Linked DNA regions of Mus musculus: regions 1 and 3 are each linked to region 2. The links are chromatin contacts, called in public promoter capture Hi-C maps. All regions are on one chromosome and are shown on one strand. Each heading gives the region's core, a stretch centred on a gene start, on an enhancer-like site or on the middle of the called end of the contact. The rest is flanking DNA. Distances are from core to core; before and after follow the strand shown. Region 1 holds the start of Rbpj (recombination signal binding protein for immunoglobulin kappa J region). Region 2 holds the start of 9230114K14Rik (RIKEN cDNA 9230114K14 gene). Region 3 holds the start of Smim20 (small integral membrane protein 20).

Region 1 (3,325 bases), core at 759-3,258, 1.4 Mb before region 2:
AACCCTGATGCAGTAATTCAGGCCATTAGTATACAATATCCTACACCACACCCCCAGACTTCACCCAAGCTTTTAACATTACCATAACAATAAGAGCTGAAAACAACTTAATGCTCAAGTAACATAAGGAAGTACCTTTTAAGATAACCAAACTGAAAGCTACCAGTCTTTAGACTGCCCGTAATTAATGTATCCCACAAAGATCCTCAAAGCAGTATTCATCAAACCAAAACTACACTCTGCTCTTTGGCACCTGATTCCCAACGTCGGAATAGGAGTTGCCACACATCCACAGAAGTAAAAATCACAAACTACACACTCAAACTGCAAATTCAAACAACCATAAATGGTAAACTCATTTAAATTATGAAGAAGCAAGCCATTGATCAAATTCCCAAGCCAGATGTCTCCGAAAAGTCATTAAAACTGTAGATACAAATTCCAGGGGAAAAAAAAAAAGATAAACTTCATCAGCCCAACATTCACAAGTTTACAACATCAAAATTCACTCACCTCCTATTCACATCAAACGCACATCCACTGCGAATATCTGAAACTATTCTCCATCACCAACAGGGGGTGGGGTGGGGGGGTGGGAAGTACCTTTGAGCCTACTTCTAACAGTCTTAAAATATACCCTTCCATTAGCCCTCAGGTAACCCAGGTGCAAGGCTACTGCGGATGCCCTTGGCCTGGGGCCGTCAGAAGCCAATGATGGGGACGGCAATAACCATCAAGAAATCGAGATCCTTTTCCAGCGCTACTCTTACCAAGCAAAACAATCACGGGCCCAGAAAGATGGCAAAGAAAAGTGGGGTCGTTTTAATCCCAAGAGAGGGGCGCATAGGGGTGGGTAGGGGTGTGATCCCGAGAGAAATGGGTGCGAAGGAAGAAAGGAGGGGCGCGGAAGGAGCAAACTTAAGTATCTCAAGCATCTCCCAGACTCAAACAACAAAAGCAAACCCTAGAGTCTGTGCGCACTTAGAAGCACCAGATGGAGTCCCCGGGGTTGAGACAGTTCAACAGACAGACACAGTGGGCAGCGGATAAATCAGGCAGTGACGCGAGGGGAAGGGGATGCTAAGAGAATGAGACACTACATAGGGGAGACAAAGCCTTGGGGGGGGGGGGTGAGGACCAAAGAGAAAAAGGTGAGAGGGGATACACACGAGAAAGACAATGGAAGAAAGAGAACGGCAGTAATCTGGTGCCAGGGCTATGGCAGGTCACCCAGCTACTGAAGAGAGGGATACAACAAAGGGGCACGGGAGGAGGGACAGCGGGCGGAGTGGAGGTGCAGACGGGATGCGGGGCGCGCAGCGGCTCCCACAGAGAGCCTAAGGCGGCGAAACAAAGGGCTGGGGGCAGAATCGCGGGGGGCAGCGCACACAGACAAAGCGCTCCGGCGCCCAGGGCAGCGGCTGGGAGGACAGGCGACGCGGGCCACGCACGGGGAACAAAGCTGCGCCGGGATCCCCGCCAGGCCCGCCGAGGGGGGCGCGCGCCGGGCACGGTGCCTACGGCCCCGCGCGCCGGCCGCACTCCGCCCGCAGCCGCCGGCCTCGCCACCGCCCGCCCTCACGCGCCCGGAGCCCGCTCCACCGCGGCGCACGGGCGAGCCCCGCACCGGCCCGCGCCATCGCGTCGCCGCCCCGCGCCGCCTCCCGAGGCCCCGGCGCGCCGCGCGGCCCCGGCCCGCCGCCTGCCGCCGGCGGTCAGACGCCCGCAACTTTCCCGGTTCCCAGCACTCGCTGCCCCCTCAGACTTACCCTGTCACAACAGGCGCCATCTTCCACAAACTCTCGCCAAAACTCCAACCCTCGCGAGATTCCCCCCGCCGCCTTTCCCTGCTCCTCTCCCCCGCCCCTTCCCTCGGCCTCGCCGATCGCTGCCACCCGGCCCCCGCGCCGTCTTTCCCCGCTTCGCCGCCGCCGCCGCCGGGAGCCAGCCGCCTCGCGCCGCCCGCGGACTAAGGGATCTGCTCACTGCCTTTCCCTAGAAACCTACCCCGCCGATGGAGCATGCGCAGGCCGCTCCTCCGCGGACAAGCCCTCCGAGTAGTCCATGGGGAGCGCTCCGGTTATCCGGGTTTTGGGACGCGCCCTCGGGGACGTACGTGGAGACTGAGGAAAACCGGAGGGCATTACTACGGGGACCGGGACTGGAGGGGTCAGGAGGCGGGGCCCCGGGGCCGGGAGGAGGGGTCCTGGGAAAATGCGAGCGTCTCACAGGCCTAGAGGAGACGCCTCCTCGAGTGGGTGTTTTCCAAGTGGCTTCCCGCTCGCCGCGGGTTCCCAGCCTTTTTCATTCATTCCGACGTTCACTGGACACCTCCCTTATGCTAATCTCAGTATCAGGTGCCGGAGCGGCGGAGATCGGGACAGAGCCCCGGTCCCCGGTGACCTGCCAGCGACTGTCTCCATTCATTTGCTCCCGCACGACCCGCACACGCGGCGAGACAGGCGTGATCGCCGCGTGAGCTGACCCTTCCCAAGAGCTCTGCAGGGGAAAAGCATTAGGGGATAAGCTCTGTGCCTTTCGCCGCTTCTCCCCGATGCGAGCTGGGGTCATCCCGAGGTCAGCCTCGCGCAAAGGTGTCCCCCCTAACCCCCCGATGTTCACTTTGCACCCACACGTCAGAGCCCCGAATGGTTGTCCCCAGAGCCACCACTACAAGCCCGGGCACTTGGGAGCGAGCTACCCGCCCAGCTCCGACTGCCTGGGGAACTCATGGCAGCAGCCAGCTTGCAGGATGTAGGTGTGGGTGCAGACGTGTAGGTAACTGCCTAGAAACAGCTCCTCCGGCGGTGGCCCGATGCTGTCGCCCGATGCTTGTCTTGCCTGGGACACCTCTCGGCAGGTGGTGGCCCGAGACCTGTCCCTCCGGTCCCCTACCTGCTGATCCTCCCTGCTCCCCCCCCCCCCCCTTCCCGGCCCTTTGCTTTCCAAGAGATTTCCCAGCTCCTGCATTGCCTGCCTCCCGCAGGGAGCCACAAAAAACCCGGAGAACTGGATCAGCCCGCCCGAGACCCGCTCCGGAGCGCCGCAGGATTGGCGCGGCGCGCTCGCGCCACTGCGCATGTGCGCAATGCGGGCAGCCGGAGTCTCACGCTACACCTCCTCCCGAGCGCCTTCCACCGCTCGGCTCAGACACAACACGGGCCGTGGGAAATTTCCTAAGCCTCGCGAGAACGCGCTCTCCTACCCACCCCGCGGGCGGCTGGGCGTGCGCCCTACATCGCGCAGAGCCGGGGCCCCGACAGGTGTTCGTCCCGTGCGGCTCCCGGGACGCGGAAGGCAGGGTCCGACAGGCGCCCGCGAGGCG
Region 2 (3,065 bases), core at 207-2,706:
CATTTTGGAGGGAAGAGGATGATCATGGGGGTTTACAAGGCTCAAGACTCTGCACAAGAACTTCAAGAGGACCCTCCTGTCTAGGAACTATAACAAGGAATACAACTGACAGGGGTGGAATTCTTCAGTAATGTAGGTACCTGAAAGATGCTCACAGGACTTTTCAGTGGCTCGTGTGTGTGTGTGTGTGTGTGTGTGTGTGCGCTCGAGTGCATGTGGGGGGGGGGGGAGGAGGGGGGAGAGGGAAGGAGTGAGGGAGGGAGAAAGACAGAGAGAGTCACTATATAGTTCTGGCTGTCCTGGAACTCACTACGTAAAACAAACTGACTCTGAACTCATAGAAATCTGCTTGGCTCTGCCCTCAGGAGTGCTGGGATTAAAGGTACTCACTACCATATCTAGCCTAACAGGTTGTCAATGTACATTTAGACAGTTGTGTTGGATATTGTGAAAGTTACAATATCATCTGTTGTGTTTCTGTTGTATTTAATCTTAGAGATTATCCTTCTGAGAATTTTCGAGGGACTAGAGCCAAGGAGCAGCAAAGGAGAGTCTTGACATGAAGTGATACCCTGTATTTGGGCTGATCCTTAGACCTCTTTCGCCCACACTTCTGGAAATGAATGTAATTGAGTATGCACAATGGCTGAAGGGAGAAAGATACACAACCTCTTAAGTGTCACCTTGCCTCAACAACTTGCCATTACAGTGGAGTCTTAATGGATGAGCTATTTGTTGATTTCCTTCAGTCCAGGTAACCATGTCTATAAAATGTCTTTCAGGGTTCACTCTACTAAGGAGCACAGCAACTAGGCATGCTGGGGCACGCCTTTAGTCCCAGCACTGGGAGGCAGAGACAGCCTAACCTCTGAATTCCAGGCTAGCCTCTTCTACAGAGCTTGTTTGTGGACAGCCAGAGCCACACAGAGAAACCCTGTCTCAAAAAACCAAACCAAACCAAACCAAACGAGGACAGAGATAGGGCTAATGTCTCTGAGTGCCTAATATGCACTCATATACACACAAACGGAGCAAGATTAGGGCAGAGGATTGGAGGCAAAATACAGTGCCCAGTGCGATTACCTCCAATTTTCTGAACCCTATACAAAACACCTATACCTTGAACAAATAGATGTTATCTGTTCTGGGGTGAATGGACAAAACGAGTCACAGTAATTAAAGTTAACATTTTTTCTCACCGCTACAGGGCATCTGGCGCAACAACTGCAAATTCTCGTTCTGGAGTTATAAATTGTGTCCTGCTTTGCCACTTGCCAGCTGTGTGATCTTGTTTTTCTTATCCTTCCTGAGCTTCATACCCTAAAAGCAAAAAGTATATACACAGCTGGATAGATTTCCTAAACAGGACTAGGCTTTTTCAACTTTCCCAACGAACTCCAGGCGGCAAGTGACAGCTTGAGGCGCGTTTCGGTCCTTAGCAGCAGCTCAGATCAGCTCTCAGAGAGACGCGAGGGGAAAGGGAGGAGCCCGCGGGAACTCAGAGCCATTTCAGCCAATCGCACAGCGGGCGGGACGGGAGTTCCCGCCTCCGGACGGCGTGCGCGCGCACCACGCCGGCACGCCCGCCGCGGAGGCGCGCACGCAGGCCCTGCCCTCGTCGCGGCCGCCATTTTAGCTCCTGGTTCGGGCCGCACGGAGCGGGCTGTGGTGGCGGGAGGGGTGGGGGTCCCCGCGAGTTGAGCCGCGGGCCTCTTGTGCGTGGATCCGGCTGCCGGAGTCTCTCTTCTTCCCTCCTTCCTAAGCGTCCGCTTCTGGGAGTGCGAGGATGTCCAAGAGGCATCGGTTGGACCTGGGGGAGGATTACCCCTCCGGCAAGAAGCGTGCGGGGACCGATGGGTAAGCCAGGCCGGGGCGCGCAGTCGCGGCTCGGGCTTTGTTGGATGGTGGCGGGGAGCAGGCCCGGCTGCCGAGCCTTTGTCTGCCGTCGGCCGGCTGGGGCGCGTGCCGAGTGTGTGCGGCCGGGGCGAGCGGCCTGTGGCGGCCACGAGGCCGCGGAACGGCGGGCGTGCGGAGCGGGCCGCGAGGCCTCGGTGCTCGCGTGAGGCCCGCAGCCGGAACCGGATGGCCAAGGGCACTGCCCCCGTGGGCGGCGGCGGGCGCTGTCTGTTTTGGGGGAGGATAGAGGCGAGCCGACCTCGGGGCGCACTGTTTGGCGGGAGACGAAGGGCCTTCTTCCATTGAGGCACTTCAGGAGAGGCCGTTGCCAACTTCCGCCCTCTGCCTGCCCTCCCGCCATCTCCTTTATTTCCTGCTTTGCTTAAAAGCCGGCTTTGCTTTTAAGTAGCATCACTGGGGTAGGCCTGTGAAAACACGTATTTCCCCCTCCGCTCTGGAAGTTATTTCTATCTCCTCCCCACTTTGGACGCACTTTTCAAAAAAGTGATCTTAAGCGTGTTTGAACAAACAACACCCACGTGCAGATTGAGAAAGGCTTACACCGATTCCTGGTCTGGCATTTTAGTTCCTTTTCTTAGACTTTTCGCAAAGACAGGGCATTTAGCAAGTAAGCAGTTGTATTATCATTTTCCAGTCTTTTCTTTCACAGTTCATACTTAAAATGTACTTTTGTTTATATTCCTACCCTCCCATTTTAATTAGTTGTATGTTTATGCTTCGGCAGTACAGGGATCTGTTGGGTTAATTAAAAAATATATCCACGGAAGTCCAAATGTCCAAAACAGTTGTAGGATTTTATCATTTTCTTATGTCTTGTGACACCGACTCGCTGTCAAGTCAGATGTGTGGTCTCTTGAGTTTTTGTTAACGGAAAGTCCTTTGGGATTGATTTCTAACTACCAGTGTGAGAATAGGTCAGGATAGGATGCGTTCTGTCGCTCTCCTTAGGTTGAAATATTGAATACGGAAAGCAGGTTTGTTATGTTTTGATTGTGTAGGTTTTTTTTTTTAAAGCTTATAACACTAAGCATTGTAATAATAAAACATCCCAAGACAGCTGTTCTCTCAAGCAAACATTCCAAATGTTAGTAATTGAGCTCCATCAGTTCTTAGGTAGAAACAGCTCATGAATATTCTCCAAGGGAGAG
Region 3 (2,903 bases), core at 31-2,530, 1.1 Mb before region 2:
GCTTTGCCTCCAGAAACCAAGTGTTATGGCGCTGGAGATGGTCAGAACATTTACATGAGGCTTGAAATCGCCAAGCTTCAGCCTCAGCTAATATTCCCCGGGGGCTGGGCTGGCCCTCTTCCATCTTCAAGATGATTCAGGTTTCCTGGAGAACAAAATGATCCTCTAATGCCTCATCTCTCCTCGCTGACAGATGGTTTCAGATGTATCAAAGTGCTAATCCTTGCTGAGGTATAGGTCTCCAGGAAGGAGTGTGGCTTTTAGAATGATAGGACCTGAATGATTAAGGAGGAAAATGACTCCCCGGACACTCGCCATTGTCATGTGAGCAGCCAGCTTAAAAATGAAGGAAACCAGCAGAATCTAAAAAAAAAAAAAACGATTTGAGGAAAAACTCAGAACCCAGGTTAACAGTTTAGCTTTGAAATATTTCCGCTCCAAGACATCTTAGGGATTGGCAATGATGCACCATAAAAACACCTTTCAACTCAGAATGATCAAAGCTCTCCACTATAGCACCATCTCAGCCTGGGTGGATGGAGCGGGGCTCTGCGGACAGACGCCTGGGTTGGAACATTTCCCTCACCACTTACTAGCTGTGTGACCTCCATCTGTAAAATGGGTAGCATCTACCCCAAGGGAAGCCCGTGCAAATTCAACGACTCGGTATATGCTTAACCCAAAACATTAAATCTTCAGTATATCAGTATATACTGTGTGTGAACTAGTGTTAGTGTTGACCTGCTGTGTGTAGGCTGCTTTCATACACATCACCTCTGTGACCCCTAAGATGCTCACAGTTTTGTTGCTGATCCTGCAAAAGATATGTAGAGCCTCAACATTGAAGGTCAGAGGTGGGGCCCCTTGTCCGTGGTCACCGGGCTGCACTGGGCGAGCCTGGAACCCGGGTAGCCTCACTCCCAAGTCCACATCCTTCCTCAGCACTCCTTGAACAGATAGGGTAGGGGCTTAAGGGCTTCGGGGTAGCGCTGGGAGCAGCCACTGCGCGGGGTCAGAGGTCACTCACGGTATTCCTCCAGCCGCATAAGGGGCCGGAAGTAGATGGGATAGAAGGCGGCGCCGACCATGGAGATGAAGCCTCCGAATATGAGCGCGGTGCGCAGGTTCCGGGCCGCTGCCATGGAGAGAAAGGGGGCAGCAGAGCCGGCGAAGGCCCCCGCACGTTTGGAAACTCGATTCCCGGCCTCAAGGTCGCGACCCAGCTCGGAAGAGGCGGAGCAGAGCTCGCTTCCGGGATCGGAGTGCAGGGAGGAGCCTCTGAGCTCGGAGGCGGGGCCTGGGCGCCTCTTAGTGGGGCGGGGTCATCCGAGGAAGGGCGCGGCATAAGGCGGGGCCTCAAACCAAGACCCGCCTCCTCGCCCTCCGGCTGCCATCGTGGAGGCCGAGACACTGGTGGCTTGTGCTGACTTGTATTTGGCTACACTCCTTTCTCGTGCCCTCTTTTTGACCTCTTACTGGCCCCGGGTCTGGGTCCTTCCTTCTCTGCTCCAATTACCACCTTCTGTCTTACTCTTCTGTTCCCAACAACTCTTTCTTACCCTTCCCCCTCATTAATGTGACATTTGGTGACTGGTGAGGCTAGAAGCCTCTGAAAGACTGGGCCTCCCTCTTTGAAAGCTGTGTGTGGGCATGAGCCACAAAGGAGCAAATCACCTGGTTCGAATGGTTTGCAAGGTATTTGCAAAATTAGTCACTGAGTCTTCTGACCCAAGACAGCCTTTCCTGGAGGGTGTTTGAGCACAGTAAGTGATCTAACTTTGATCCCTTGTCCTCTTTGCTCTCCATATTGTGTGTGCTGGGTTATGGGGGGAATTATACAGGGGTTTCAGAAAGTAGACAGGGATTCCCAAAACTAATCGAGGGCTGCAAACAAAAACTATTAAAATCTAGGAACAGCACAGAGTCAGTGGCAGGTCCCTAGGGCTCTGGCTCTTTGCCTGGGGCACAGCCTCTGAAGACTGACACCTGTTCCCTCATCCCGCCATGCTTGTGGGGATTGCTTTCCCCCACCTCTGCACCTGTTCTCCTTTACAGAGCCTGAGTCAGAAGATATGATCTCCTCAGGGGGCTGGGCAGCTAAGACCAACATTCCTTGGGCCTTCGCTCAATCCCTTAGAAATAGAAATGACACCAGTAGCGAGTCTGGGCTGCACAGAAGGTATTTATCTTGACCCCAGCAACATTATTTAGTCCAGAGAAGATCTGCAATCTCTCAGAAATGATGTGGTGAACACAGGTCTTTTCCTCTGTAGTTTTGTAGTCGAATCAAGATTCCATCTACCTCTGACTCTAGCAGCATATAAATCAGTCGTTCAATCTGTCAGCAGATTTATGGACTATCTGGCTAGGCCCCCCGAACAGCAGGCAAAGTGCTAAGGGGGACACGAGATGAATGAGACATGACCTCTGCACTCCAGGATCCTACCACGGAACAAATACATGAAACGATAACTAATCCCGGATGCCGCCTGTTGCCGATGACTGATGCAGTCCCACGGGCAACCGAAGTACAGGGAGGAAGACAAATGACTGTGCAGTAAGATGGCTGCTCCTCAGGCCCCCTCAGGAACTTGTTAGGTAAGGAGACAAGGCTGCACAGCAAAGAGGGAACGTGTGATACATGAATTAAACACAGGAAGGAAGATTCCCCAATAGTGTACGCTTGTTATCTTAGCAGTAGACGATCCATCTTCAAATGTCTTTGGGGAGTAGCTCCTCCCCCACTCTTGATAGACAAGTGGATCCCCTCCAGTCCTCACCCTGCTTCTCACAGTCCCTGACAGTTAAGCCCGTCCCCAAGCTGACCAAGGTTCTTGCATTGTGGATTGGTTGGCCTAGGACCTGAACCAATGAAGTTGCATCTGCCTAGCCATGTGTCTTAG

The links. Promoter capture Hi-C pulls out the DNA fragments that hold promoters and counts their contacts. Capture Hi-C pulls out chosen DNA fragments and counts their contacts.
Region 1: a contact with region 2 is called in a promoter capture Hi-C map of pre-B cells, with 5 times the contacts expected there. The contact joins the promoter of Rbpj here to the promoter of 9230114K14Rik in region 2. A contact is called at or near these places in 2 of 39 promoter capture datasets (the C10 cell line and pre-B cells), 3 of 484 Hi-C or Micro-C datasets (CD4 T cells, erythroblasts and pre-pro-B cells) and 2 of 9 other capture datasets (adipose tissue and liver).
Region 3: a promoter capture Hi-C map of liver shows a contact between it and region 2, with 2.3 times the contacts expected there. The contact joins the promoter of Smim20 here to the promoter of 9230114K14Rik in region 2. A contact is called at or near these places in 2 of 39 promoter capture datasets (liver and pre-B cells), 4 of 484 Hi-C or Micro-C datasets (CD4 T cells, CD8 T cells and regulatory T cells), 2 of 115 datasets of contacts at active chromatin or transcription factors (large pre-B cells and thymic regulatory T cells) and 1 of 9 other capture datasets (liver).

What each region holds. Positions count from the first base shown.
Region 1 is chr5:53,589,169-53,592,493 of GRCm38.p6, reverse strand. It overlaps Rbpj (recombination signal binding protein for immunoglobulin kappa J region), which reads right to left and starts at 2,008. Exons shown (of 11, transcript NM_001080927.2): 1 at 1,770-2,008. The coding sequence starts at 1,789.
Region 2 is chr5:52,189,072-52,192,136 of GRCm38.p6, reverse strand. 9230114K14Rik (RIKEN cDNA 9230114K14 gene) reads right to left here and starts at 1,456. Exons shown (of 4, transcript NR_015537.2): 1 at 1,200-1,456. It overlaps Dhx15 (DEAH (Asp-Glu-Ala-His) box polypeptide 15), which reads left to right and starts at 1,591. Exons shown (of 14, transcript NM_007839.3): 1 at 1,591-1,857. The coding sequence starts at 1,787.
Region 3 is chr5:53,265,483-53,268,385 of GRCm38.p6, reverse strand. Smim20 (small integral membrane protein 20) reads right to left here and starts at 1,280. Exons shown (of 3, transcript NM_001145433.1): 1 at 1,028-1,280. The coding sequence starts at 1,142. It overlaps Gm40303 (a long non-coding RNA gene), which reads left to right and starts at 1,259. Exons shown (of 2, transcript XR_868423.2): 1 at 1,259-2,598.